Linked DNA regions of Mus musculus: regions 2, 3 and 4 are each linked to region 1. A link is a contact called in public promoter capture Hi-C data. All regions are on one chromosome and are shown on one strand. Each heading gives the region's core, a stretch centred on a gene start, on an enhancer-like site or on the middle of the called end of the contact. The rest is flanking DNA. Distances are from core to core; before and after follow the strand shown.

Region 1 (2,791 bases), core at 99-2,598:
TGAATACACAACTTGGGCGAGGATGTCGCAGATGGAGCCGCATACGCTCCACTCCAAACAAGATAGAAGACTCACACTAGAGAAATGTAATGATTCCTAGACCCCTCTCATTCACCAACTGGGCCAGTACGTGCTACCTAACAGTTTGGGGGATTTGCTTTTTGTTTCCTCAACTTCATATTAAAAAAAATAAATAAATAAAATAAAATTAAGGAAGGAAAGAACCACTTAGCGGTTGCTTTTTGGTTTGTAACAGAAGATGAGTCATACGGACTTATTTATTTTTCTGTTTGAAGGAATGGAATAGCTTAAGAATTAACCCCCTCTTATCAGTGTTCCAGAAGTACCAAAGGCACAGAGAAAGGTCTAAACCTCGGGGGAGGGTGTGTGGGGGGTGTGAATACCACCGGGGACCGGGGGTGGGGGATTAGACCTTAGGCGCCTAGTGCCACCCACACTGTCCCCCAAAGCTCCCATTTTAAACACCGCTTGGTGACGTCACCCCAGGACGTCGTCACCGCGGCGGCTGCTCCTCAAGTTCTACTTTGTTCCACGAGCTCGGCCTTCTAGGAGTTTCTAACTTTGCAGTCTCCCCACCCCCCACCCCCCCCAACCCCTCCCCAGTAACGAAAAAGCCACTCGCAGTTTCTAGAAACCACAACTTCTCCAGGTGGACGCTGCCGAGGTGGAGGGGACGGCAAGCGTGGTCGCGCCGAGAGGCCCTGACCGCCCCGGGCGGCTTTGGCCAGCGGGATCCAGATGCAGCCGGATCGGGCTCCCCTCCCAGCCCGGCGCGGGTGGAGAGAGCCCCCCACGCGCTCCGAGTGGACGGCCTGCGCGCCGCGTCTAACCTGTGCAAACAAACCGGCTTGCCCCTGCCCGCCCGCTGTCGCCTCCCCGGGGGCGGCAGGCGACGTGGCACGCGCCGGAGGAGGCGTCCCAACCCCACCGAGGACCCGCCGCCGCTCCCCTCCGCGCCGCGCATCCCTCGGCCGCTCCGCTTTCGACGTGGCGGCGGGCGCGTCCCAACCTCCCTCCGCCGCGATGCCCGGGGGTCCCCGCCGCGTCCCCTTATGCCAGGCCTGCCCTCCTCACTGCCACCGCGTCCCCGACTCCGACCCCCGGCGGGCTCTCCTCACCGCCGCCGCCGCCGCTCCGGGGGCTGCACCCTCGCCGGGTGCGACCGCGTCCCGTGGCCGGGGAGCCGAGCGCGAGCGCCGCTGCTGCGTCGTCGGGCCGCCGCCGCCGCCGCTGAGCGCGCGCCGACCAGACTGGCGGGCGGCGGAGCGCGCGGCCGACAGGGCGAACGCAGTCCCGACGCGGCCCACGGGGGGCTCGAGGCCCGGAAGAAGGGAGGGGCGATGACTAGGAGAGGCCCGGCGCCGCGAAGAACCAATCCGCGCGCCCTGGGGGCGGGGCTTCCCTCGGGCCCGCCCCCCTCCACCGGTGCGCGTGGCCGGCTCCTGCCTCCGGCCGCGCGCAGAGCCTGGGCTCCGACGGCCGTGCTGGCACGAGGTCGCAGTGCCTCCTGCGCGAGCCCCGAGGGCCTTGCCTCCCTCAGTGGGGTGGGCAGGACGCTTCCTCTTGGCTCTTCGGCCACTCCTCCCCACGCGGGGCTCTCTCCCTTGGATCCGCCCGCCTCTCTGCTGCCTGAGGGCAAGTTCAATCCGGATTCTGCTTTGATGGGCTCTCCCCCTCCTACCCACCTCTGCACGAAGCGGCTGCGGAGGGGAGCTTGGCACTGAGGGCTTGCCAAGTCCCTCCGGTCGTGAGGTCACTAGCTGCCTCCCTGTACGTGAGATGGCTTGGGTAAAACTCTTACCTGGACACTTGGCTGGCAGAGCTCGTGCCTCCATGTGACCGTGGCAGCCTCCTGTTGAGTACGGGGTGTCTCTGCCAGCACTGATGGCCCAATGGATGAGTGGAGTGGCCAGGCTTTGTATTTCTCAGATACTTCTAACTCAAGGACTTGGGGGGGAGGGGTAGCTTTTAAGCCTTGACTAAACACATAAGAAGAGGGAAGATAAACTTTCCGAAGAAAGGCCCATCTTTCCGTCCCTTAGGCTGAACTGGCAGCTAGGTGTTAGTGTTGTGAAAGCAGCTGATAAGTCAGACAGGCCGGAAAAACACAAGACACTCATTAAAAGAGAATTTAAAAATGCAGATTACCATTGTTTTTTTTTTCATTACTTATTTTCTTCATTTACATTTCCAATGCTACCCCATAAGTCCCCCAAACCCTCCCTCCCCCCACTCCCACTTCTTGGCCCTGGTGTTCCCCTGTACAGAGGCATATAAAGTTTGCAAGACTCTTTCTCTTTCCAGTGATGGCCGACTAGGTCATCTTCTGCTACATATGCAGCTAGAGACCAGCTGAGGGGTGGGGGGTGGGGGGCTCCTGGTTAGTTCATATTGTTCCACCTATAGGGTTGCAGATCCCTTTAGCTCCTTGGGTACTTTCTCTAGCTCCTCCATTGGGAGCCCTGTGATCCATCCAATAGCTGACTGTGAGCCTCCACTTCTGTGTTTGCTAGGCCGGGGCATAGCCTCGCAAGAGACAGCTATATCAGGGTCCTTTCAGCAACATCTTCCTAGTGTATGCAATGGTGTCTGCGTTTGGAGGCTGATTATGGGATGGATCCCCGGGTATGGCAGTCTCTAGATGGTCCATCCTTTCGTCTCAGCTCCAAACTTTGTCTCTGTAACTCCTTCCATGGGTGTTTTGGTCCCAATTCTAAGAAAGAGCAAAGTGTCCACACTTTCGTCTTCGTTCTTCTTGAGTTTCATGTGT
Region 2 (2,791 bases), core at 166-2,665, 9.0 Mb after region 1:
GGGAGAACACTAAGGATGTCAGTCTCAAGAATTGCAACAGACAAACCTGGAGCAAAGTCAACCTTCACATACATAAAAACAAATCCTCTGGGAAACAACTGAGAAAGAACGGCTATTTCATTTCATTGCTTGTATGCCAAAGACATTTTAAGGATGCATGTGAAAATAACAAATTCTCGCGGCACATGACACTCTAAAAAAATATTTCCGTATTATATTTAGATGTTTGTGCATGTGTGCACATGTATGCTGCCATACCCTTGGAGGTCTGAGAACTCTAAGAATAGGTTTTCTCCTTCCACTGTGTGAGTCTCAGGGACCTGCTCCATGTGCTCAGGTTTGGCAGCACCTACCTGCCTTTTACCAGCAGAGCTTTCTTGCCATTTTCAAGTCTGTATTTGTGATGCCGCCAGAGAACAGAAGATTTAACTCCCAGGAACTGGAGTTACTCTGTTTGTGAACCACCTGCTGTGGGTACTGGGGACCAAATTCTAGTCCTCAATAATAGCCTTATTCCAGAACCATCTCTCCAGCCCCTTACATTTTTTTAAAGACTATGATTTTCTGTATGTTATTTTTTTGCCTGTATGTATGGGCACAACAGTGACACTGACGCAGGAAGAGCAACAACCTGGAGCTGGGGTTATAGGGAGTTGTGAGCCACCAAACAAAGGTGCAGGAAACCAAACTTTTGTCTTCTTCAAGTGCAGTACAAGGTCTCAACCCCTGAGCACTTCCCCAGCCCTCCAAACCATTGTCTCTGTTTTGTTTCATTGTTTTTCGGAGACTGGATTTCTTTATGTAGCCCTGGCTGTCCTGGAACTCTCTTTGTAGAACAAGCAGAGATCTGCCTGCCTCGGTCTCCAGAGTGCTGGGATTAAAGGCAAGAGCCACCACAGCCCAGCCCAAACTATAATTTCAATGAATGAAAGTGTTATCCATGTATAATATTGTCAAATACAAAATAAAAATTAAAAGTCATAAAAGCTGGGCATGGTGCCACAGCTTTTATAGTCCCAGCACTCAGGAGACAGAGGCAGGTGGAGGATCACTATGAGTTCCTGGCCAGACTGGCCTACATAGTAAATTCCAAGACAGTGAGAATCTGTATAACAAAATTAAGCAAATAAAAGTAGTCATAATCTTATAGATGGGTATTTACATTTCAGTTGCTTAAAAAACAATAAATTTTGTAAACACTATTTTTGCAAGTGCTTACAAGTTTAAAAGGGAAGAAACTTTCCAAATGTCATTAGAATAAAGCAGTCACCTTAGTACAAAATAACTGACGATGCTCAATATTAGGGTAGCCGATAAAAGTAAGCACAAGTTGAAAACGGATGTTAGAGGTTGCTTAAAAGTTCCAGAGAGCCCAACAAGCTCTTTCACCCCAAACGCCACCCAGTGTAAGACAAAAGCGCATGCGCAGCAAGCCTGACGCGTGCGTACTCAACGCCCGCCCATAGGAAGCGGAAGGGAAAAGATGGCGGCGCCGAGTGTCCCCACGCCGTTGTACGGGCACGTGGGTCGCGGAGCCTTCCGCGACGTGTACGAGCCAGCGGAGGACACGTTCCTGTTACTGGACGCGCTCGAGGCGGCGGCGGCCGAGCTAGCAGGGTGCGAGGAGGGTGCGCGCCTCAGGGGGAGAGAACGGGGTGGCCGGGAGGCGGAAGCCGGAACTTGCCGCCCTCCTCCGGAAGTGGTGGGCCGGCCTACTTTCTGGTGATTGACAGCAGAGAGGGGTAAAGGAGGCGTGTCCGGCGGGCTGGGGTTAGAGCATCGCTCAGATGTTCCTGCGGCTTCAAGGTCACCCTGCCCTGCCTTTTAGCTGTTAATCTGAAGAATGTAAACGCGCCTCTGAGGAGCAGCCGGAGTTTAGCAACCAGAAGCAAGATGTCCCAAAACTTTCCTAATTTTCTATTTTAATTTTTTTAAGTGAATATGTAAAACTCGCCTTAGTGCAAGAATAACATCCTCTAGCAAAGGAAGAACACATAAGGATCAGTGAACTATTAAATTCACTCAACCTAGTCAAGGAACAACCACTAGCCGTCTGAGCACTTAAAGTGTTATTGCAACTGGGATTTTTTTGTTTTGTTTTGTTTTTTAATTGAACTGTTAGAATTTTAGTTGCATGTGGTTAGAACTATTAGGGAAGGTTTAAATAGTCACGTGCCTCCGCCGGTAGGATTTTCACTAGCCTGATTTGTTGAAGGATTGGCCATAGCTTTAATTGACATAAATAGTAAATGCCCACATGTTAACTTTTCTGAGAAAAGAATTTGAGCTGAGAACGGGAAAGATGGCTCAGCTGGTAAAGGCACTCGCTGTCAAGCCTGCAGACCTGAGTTCCGGCCTCAGAAACTACTACAGGTTGTTCTTGGAGGTTCAGTTACAATGCTGAGGACCATTCTGCACACATACATATAATCACTCTAATAAAATAGTTTGCCGAAAGAATATGGGTCATTAACTTAATGGCCAAGATTCCTACTGGGTGTCTCCAGAACGAAATAGCCATCATGTTTATTTATATTGTCACTTTTTTTCTGCCTATAAAACCAGTCTTTCTTCATAGATGGTGGAGCATTTTGAGCTACTGGAATATCTCGTGGAGCACTGAATTGTAACTTGAATGCTCAAAACAGCTCAGAAAAATTTACAGCTACAAATTGCATTGCTTCGTATGCTGTAATAGAGCTGACCTTGTTACAAAGGCTAGGAATTCTAGTTATTTTTGAGACCGTAATGATTATTTCCATAAAGAAGGCACCTGGTAAGATTCACAGAC
Region 3 (2,791 bases), core at 128-2,627, 6.5 Mb after region 1:
GAACACACTTAAGACATAATTAGTAAGGTATCAAGAATTCTTTAGCCCTAAAAATACTGTAAAATACTTCCATATTGTCCACTTAGGAAATACTCTCTAAGTGTTAGGGGAAGGTGCTTCTTTCAGTCTTGCTTATAGGTGATTAAAAAAAATATGTCTAAAGAAGGTTGTTTACCTAACATTCCACAGTCAACCTGCTCCCAATCTAACTGCCAAGACGGTCATTTCTTCTACAAGACAGGGAAAATACATTTTCACTTTCAATAACGCACCATCCCAAACAATGATTTCCAATCCCCACGTCTAATTTAGCGTACTCTCTGAACCCCAAACATACATGTATACTCACCTCCTAAGTCCTACTCAATCGTTCTAACAGTGACCACATTCTCTCTTACCAAAACTACTTGTTGTTTCTCCTTCACTGCCTTTCACTTTTTCAGATTAAATAGAGAATGCGATCTGTTCATGATCACACGGAAGACAAATGGCATCCTAAGTGTAGAACACCATTTGGGACAAATTCCGTACTGAATTAATATCCTGCACTAGCTTGCTGCTTGTTAGAGGTCTGATAGTAACAATATTGGGGAAAGCATGGTGGGGGTGGGGGTGGGGTAATCAAAGTTCAAACCCAGAGGTGTAGCTTTGGGAAGGCGCACGGCTCTCCTATTTATAGCGGTTGACTGACCAGCCTAGCCGAAGGCTAGTCCCTTTGCTGCTCGTGAGTATCTAATCATAAAGTCAATCGACAAAGCATGACTTCTAGATTGGATATAAAACTTTTAGGATATCACCATCGCCCTTTCCTGTCTTAGGAGGCTCGATCGCCGCCTGCATTATTCACAAGCCTGTGGCGCGCCGTGACCTTGGGCTGCCCCAGGCGGGCTGCAGGCTCACCACCCCGTCTTTTCTGCTTTTCGAGTCGGCCCGCTCTGCTCCCAGGAGAGCATTCACGGTCTTATTTAGTGAGCGTAAGGCAAATCTGAATACCCAGCAGGGCCGAGGTCACCTGTGACCCCAGGCCAGGCCAGGACGGTGCCAAGGACACGGGGCTGCGCTCTACTCCCAGGGCAAAGGTGACGGGCAGCCCTCTCTCCTCGTGAAGAAACCCAGAAGCTCAGTCCCAGGAGGCCGAGCTAGCCCAGTTACCCTCCCAGTCACCTTGCACTGAGTCCCGAGCTGCCAGAGTCACCGCCGCCGCCACCGTTCTACTTCCGGCCCTGGCTCCGCCTACACACGCCTACCCGCCATCGCAAGGCACTATGGGCCGCGGCTTCAGTCGTTCGACGCTCACCGGACAGGAAGCGCCTCGAAGGGAGTCTGCGACCGGACGCCTCTAGGTGAGACAGAAGCCAAACAGGAGGAGGAAGTGGAGGGTAAGTGCTTCCGGGTCCCTCAGCTAAGACTCCGCCATCTTTCCTACACTTTAACTTCACCCCCTTTTCCCTCTTGGAGACACTGCACTGTACGCATGCGTATTCTGGCCTGTCCCCTAGTTCAAGCTCCCTTCGGAGTCAGCGTCCCGATCCTTGGGGTTGGGGAGGTGGATGTAGGGTGGGGGTACAAAGGAGCGCGTAAAAACCAAAACCAAAACAAAACAAAAAACCAAAGCGGCTGGGGGGCGTTTGTGCCTCGTGAGCCCCGTCGTCGCGGGCGTTTCGGGCCGCGCAGCCTGCTGGGAGTTGTAGTTCCAGGCCCGGGGGTGCCTGGGAGGCGGGAGAGGGGCTGGGGTTCCTTAGCGCCGATTCCACGGGAAGGGCCCCGGGACCTTACCCTGCTACTCGCGGGAGCGGCGCGGCTCGCCCGGAGAGGCGCTGTACCTGGAGCCCGCGCCGCCGCCGTTCCCAGCCGGCTGTGGAAGCGCGGGCTAGGGCCACGGGACGAATTCCGGAGCTGGTGAGTTGCGGACGCGGGCTGGCGGGGAGCGCGGGCCCGCGCGGGCGGCCTGGTTCCGGGGCTTGTCCCCCCCCGCGGCCGCCTCTGTGTTTTGTTTCCGCTGGGTCCCCGGCGCTGCGACTCCCATTTCCGTTCGTGGAGACTTGAGGGAGCCTGGTGGGGAGGGGCGGGAGAGGCTGTGCGGGAAGCCGAGGGGAGGGGCGCGGGGAGCGGCGTGGCCCGGGCCGCGTTGCGGGACGCGGCGGAGTCGCCCGTCGCACGGGCGCGGTCCAGGCTCGGCGCGCTGGCCGAGCGCACAGCCCCGGGCGCTCCCGGGTCTCTCGGGAAGATGCCAGACCTGTCTGTCACCCGAGTCAGCCATCCCCGCACTAGCAGTACCGATTGCCCTTCTGGAACTGTCCTAGAGTCGCATCGGTGCAATCGTTCTAATGCATAGGATGACTTTCTGCGTCTTTCCCGAAGATGTCAGTGAAAGTTACTGTACCTTGCCAACTTCCCCCACTCCTCCCCCCGACCTTTTTTGGGGGTTGGTGTAGTGCAGTGAACACAACGATGGAGTTTAGGGGATTCCACCCTTAGGGTCCACAGCATAGAGAATGGTGCCAGCGCATCGTTTCACGATGACAAACAGTCATTTGAAACTAAATCCTTAGGTAGGCCAGTGAGATGGTTCGACAGGTAAAGGCACTTGCTGCCGAGCCAGACTGTTCAGCCTCTGGAATCCAGATGGAAGGAGGAGAGAACTGTCTGCTCTCTGACCTCCACAAGTGCGCATGCGCACCTTATAAGTGGTGTCTGGGTACGTGTAAGTTTGTGTTGGGTGTCACTTTCTAGCCTGGCTGACCTTGAACTTGCTATGTAGATTAGACCGGCCTAGAGTTTAGAGGCCTAT
Region 4 (2,791 bases), core at 107-2,606, 6.4 Mb after region 1:
CCCTATCCAAATCCTATCAGTACCTTTACAGCCAACGACCTCTCTAACAATAGAAACAAAACAATTAACGTCAGCATTCACTATACTTATGTTTCCATTCACACATTTAGTACCTATACTAGATAAAACCACAACATGGGACAAGTAGGAAGGAGATGAGACATATACTCGGGGGGAAAAAAAAAACTAAAAAGATAAAGGTAGAATAAATGAAAACTCAAGAAAAAAACAAACCAAAACAAACCAAAAAAACAACCCTCAAAATACTTTAATGAGACCTGCTAGATAAATGCTCCCAGAACATGCATATTACATAGTCATATTCAGACAAACTAGGGAGACAACCTGTACAGCAGAGAAATGCTACGATACCCACCGTACCCACAAAACAAAGGGGACAGTGGGTGGCAAAATGGCTGCAAATAAATTCTACAGCTTCGCCAAGTAATGACAGCATGTTCCCCTCTGCAGTGCTCTGCACAGCGCGTGTAAAATGGTCAACATTGTTCTGCTGCTTACGCATGGCACAACTGTAAGGGGTTGAGATGTTTTTATTCATCACGAAGACAGTGCCGGGATCAGTTTTCCCAACATGCTTAACTTCGATCTTCTCCGTTCGGGGGGTTAACGATAACTGCCTGCTTTTCTCTCTGTTAAACAGATCATTCCGCATTTCTGTCAGCTCCGTGGGTGACAGCTCGGCAGCTGGCGACGTCGCTATAAATCCTATTAAGAAAGCAAAGTACGTAGTTTACTCTGGACCTGTAACAAGTATTGAAAACGGTAGAATTTTGCAGAACATAAGTCAAAAATTCGACTGAGGCAAACTTGAACCACTTTATAATGTTAATAATTTAGGATCCAACAACGAAAAAACAAAAAACAAAAACGCTGGGCTCTGATTTACTCTCACATCACCACCGATTTCCTCAGTGGCGTCCTAAAACCAGACTCGATTGGGAAGGAGAGCAAAGTTGTAGTTGGAAACGGTCTGGAGGGGAGGAGAACGCTCCAGGAAGGCGGAATCCCCGTGTCCAAACGATCAATAGCTAGCATGAGAAATGCTGAACTTTTCTTCCACACCCCAAAGCAAGGGACTTGGCTAGGCAAGCGCGAGTCCTCACTCCCTGGGAGATGGGGACATGTTTGCCGAAGACTGGGGCTCCTAAAACCCCCCACAAGAGCCGCCCATGCCCGCATCCCTTCTCTTTCCCTGATTCCTGCACCCCAGATTGTCTTCCCACACCGGGAACACAAAAAACTCACTCCAGCGAGCCCCGCCGCCCGCGCCGGGCCGCCGAAGAACCAGCCTTCCCACCGCGGTAGCCATGGCTTCCCGAAGTAGCCAAGGTAGCTCGGCGTCCCGGTCCTTCTCGTCCCTCTTCCCCCGGAAACGCGGAACCCGCGGCGGAGGTTCCGTAGGACTGATCAGCTCGGGACCGGATGCTAGGAGCGCGCCGAGCCACGCGGGGGCGCATGCGCGCCTCTCCTTGGATGGCTCACCCTTGGCCGCGCTGCGAGTCTTGTCCTTGGCTCGGGGACGACCGGCTGCCCTGAGGAGTCGCAGAAGTGTCTATTGGACAGAGGAGTCACACAGGCGCCTTTGTCTCACGAGGGTTCCAGATTCCCGGCAGAAAAAAATTAGAGGAGGACTCTTTGCGTTACGTCTTTGACAGTCTGGCCAGCCACGCCGGGTACAACTCTAGAGGGTGGAAATAAAAGAGGTTTGCAAAAGTGAGTTTCAGGTCGGCTGCAGTGGGGCTGAACCCGGTTCACCGTTTAGTCGGCCACGTTCCTGGGCTCTTGGAAACACGTCGTGTTGATTTTGCAAAGAACGTCCTAGAACTCTTTTCCGAATGATCTAGGCACGACTGCACGGAGTAACCGGGAATCTGTGTCTCGTCCCTGGATGTATCCCAGAAACGCAAACCGTGCTTGGCAGCTCAGCAAATATTTGTTATGACGGTTGGTAAAAACACACTGCTACATCTAACGCCTTTGTGGTGCCAGCACGTTCCCGTTGGAGCAGCATTCTTTACTTCTGCAAAGCTGAACCAATGAACCAATATAGTTTTATAAATTTAGTCAGGAATTTTCACATGATCCCTACTTTTAACTTGTGGTGGAGCACACACTGCCACCAGGCGGAAGGGTAAGCTCGGTCACAAATGCTATGTTTTATGCCACACAAATGTGCTGTCTCCTTGGCCCAAATAATACATGTTTACAATTGCATAGGGAAAGTGTTAAGACCTTTCCTCATCTTTAAGGCAAGACATGTAAGTATAAATTTGGATTCAACCATTCAATATTGTACTGGCCTATCTCATGTAAAGTCCTCGGCCGAGAATAGTGACTGATGCCTGCAATCCCTCCTCAAGAAGGCTTAGGTAGGAGCTGGAGAAGCCTTTAGCTACTTAACACACCTTTTCCTAACAATAGAAGTTCTAAATCAACTCTGGAAAAGTGTGCGCGCGTGTGAGCGTGCATGTGTGTTTCTTCCTTAAATGTTCTATGGTTCCCCTGAAAGCTTTCAGCTTCACAGCTTTTAGAGATTGTGTCCATTTCACCCCACCCCGAAAACTATAGTTCACGGCCACATTTAAAACAATCCTCTGGACGTTAGCTTGAGAAAAATTAATCATAAGCACATCTGCACACAGCTGATTGGAGCGTCTACTATCGCAGAAAGTAATTTTGCTGGAAGGATGCCACAGGTGATACTGACCAACAAGTACTGAATATATGCTAATTATAAAACTGTTTATTAACCCACACAACTGCCTTGAAT

Evidence for each region. Promoter capture Hi-C pulls out the DNA fragments that hold promoters and counts their contacts.
Region 2: a promoter capture Hi-C map of pre-B cells shows a contact between it and region 1. The contact joins the promoter of N6amt1 here to the promoter of Btg3 in region 1. A contact is called at or near these places in 1 of 39 promoter capture datasets (pre-B cells) and 1 of 484 Hi-C or Micro-C datasets (CD4 T cells).
Region 3: a promoter capture Hi-C map of pre-B cells shows a contact between it and region 1, with 4 times the contacts expected there. The contact joins the promoter of Atp5j here to the promoter of Btg3 in region 1. A contact is called at or near these places in 1 of 39 promoter capture datasets (pre-B cells) and 2 of 484 Hi-C or Micro-C datasets (both in the G1E-ER4 cell line).
Region 4: a promoter capture Hi-C map of pre-B cells shows a contact between it and region 1, with 4 times the contacts expected there. The contact joins the promoter of Mrpl39 here to the promoter of Btg3 in region 1. A contact is called at or near these places in 1 of 39 promoter capture datasets (pre-B cells) and 1 of 484 Hi-C or Micro-C datasets (the G1E-ER4 cell line).

Annotation. Positions count from the first base shown.
Region 1 is chr16:78,375,462-78,378,252 of GRCm38.p6, forward strand. It overlaps Btg3 (BTG anti-proliferation factor 3), which reads right to left and starts at 1,349. Exons shown (of 5, transcript NM_009770.3): 1 at 1,140-1,349.
Region 2 is chr16:87,352,770-87,355,560 of GRCm38.p6, forward strand. N6amt1 (N-6 adenine-specific DNA methyltransferase 1 (putative)) reads left to right here and starts at 1,416. Exons shown (of 6, transcript NM_026366.2): 1 at 1,416-1,617. The coding sequence starts at 1,484.
Region 3 is chr16:84,833,645-84,836,435 of GRCm38.p6, forward strand. Atp5j (ATP synthase, H+ transporting, mitochondrial F0 complex, subunit F) reads right to left here and starts at 1,378. Exons shown (of 4, transcript NM_001302214.1): 1 at 1,165-1,378. Gabpa (GA repeat binding protein, alpha) reads left to right here and starts at 1,480. Exons shown (of 10, transcript NM_008065.2): 1 at 1,480-1,899.
Region 4 is chr16:84,733,888-84,736,678 of GRCm38.p6, forward strand. Mrpl39 (mitochondrial ribosomal protein L39) reads right to left here and starts at 1,357. Exons shown (of 10, transcript NM_017404.5): 1 at 1,267-1,357; 2 at 520-726. The coding sequence starts at 1,330.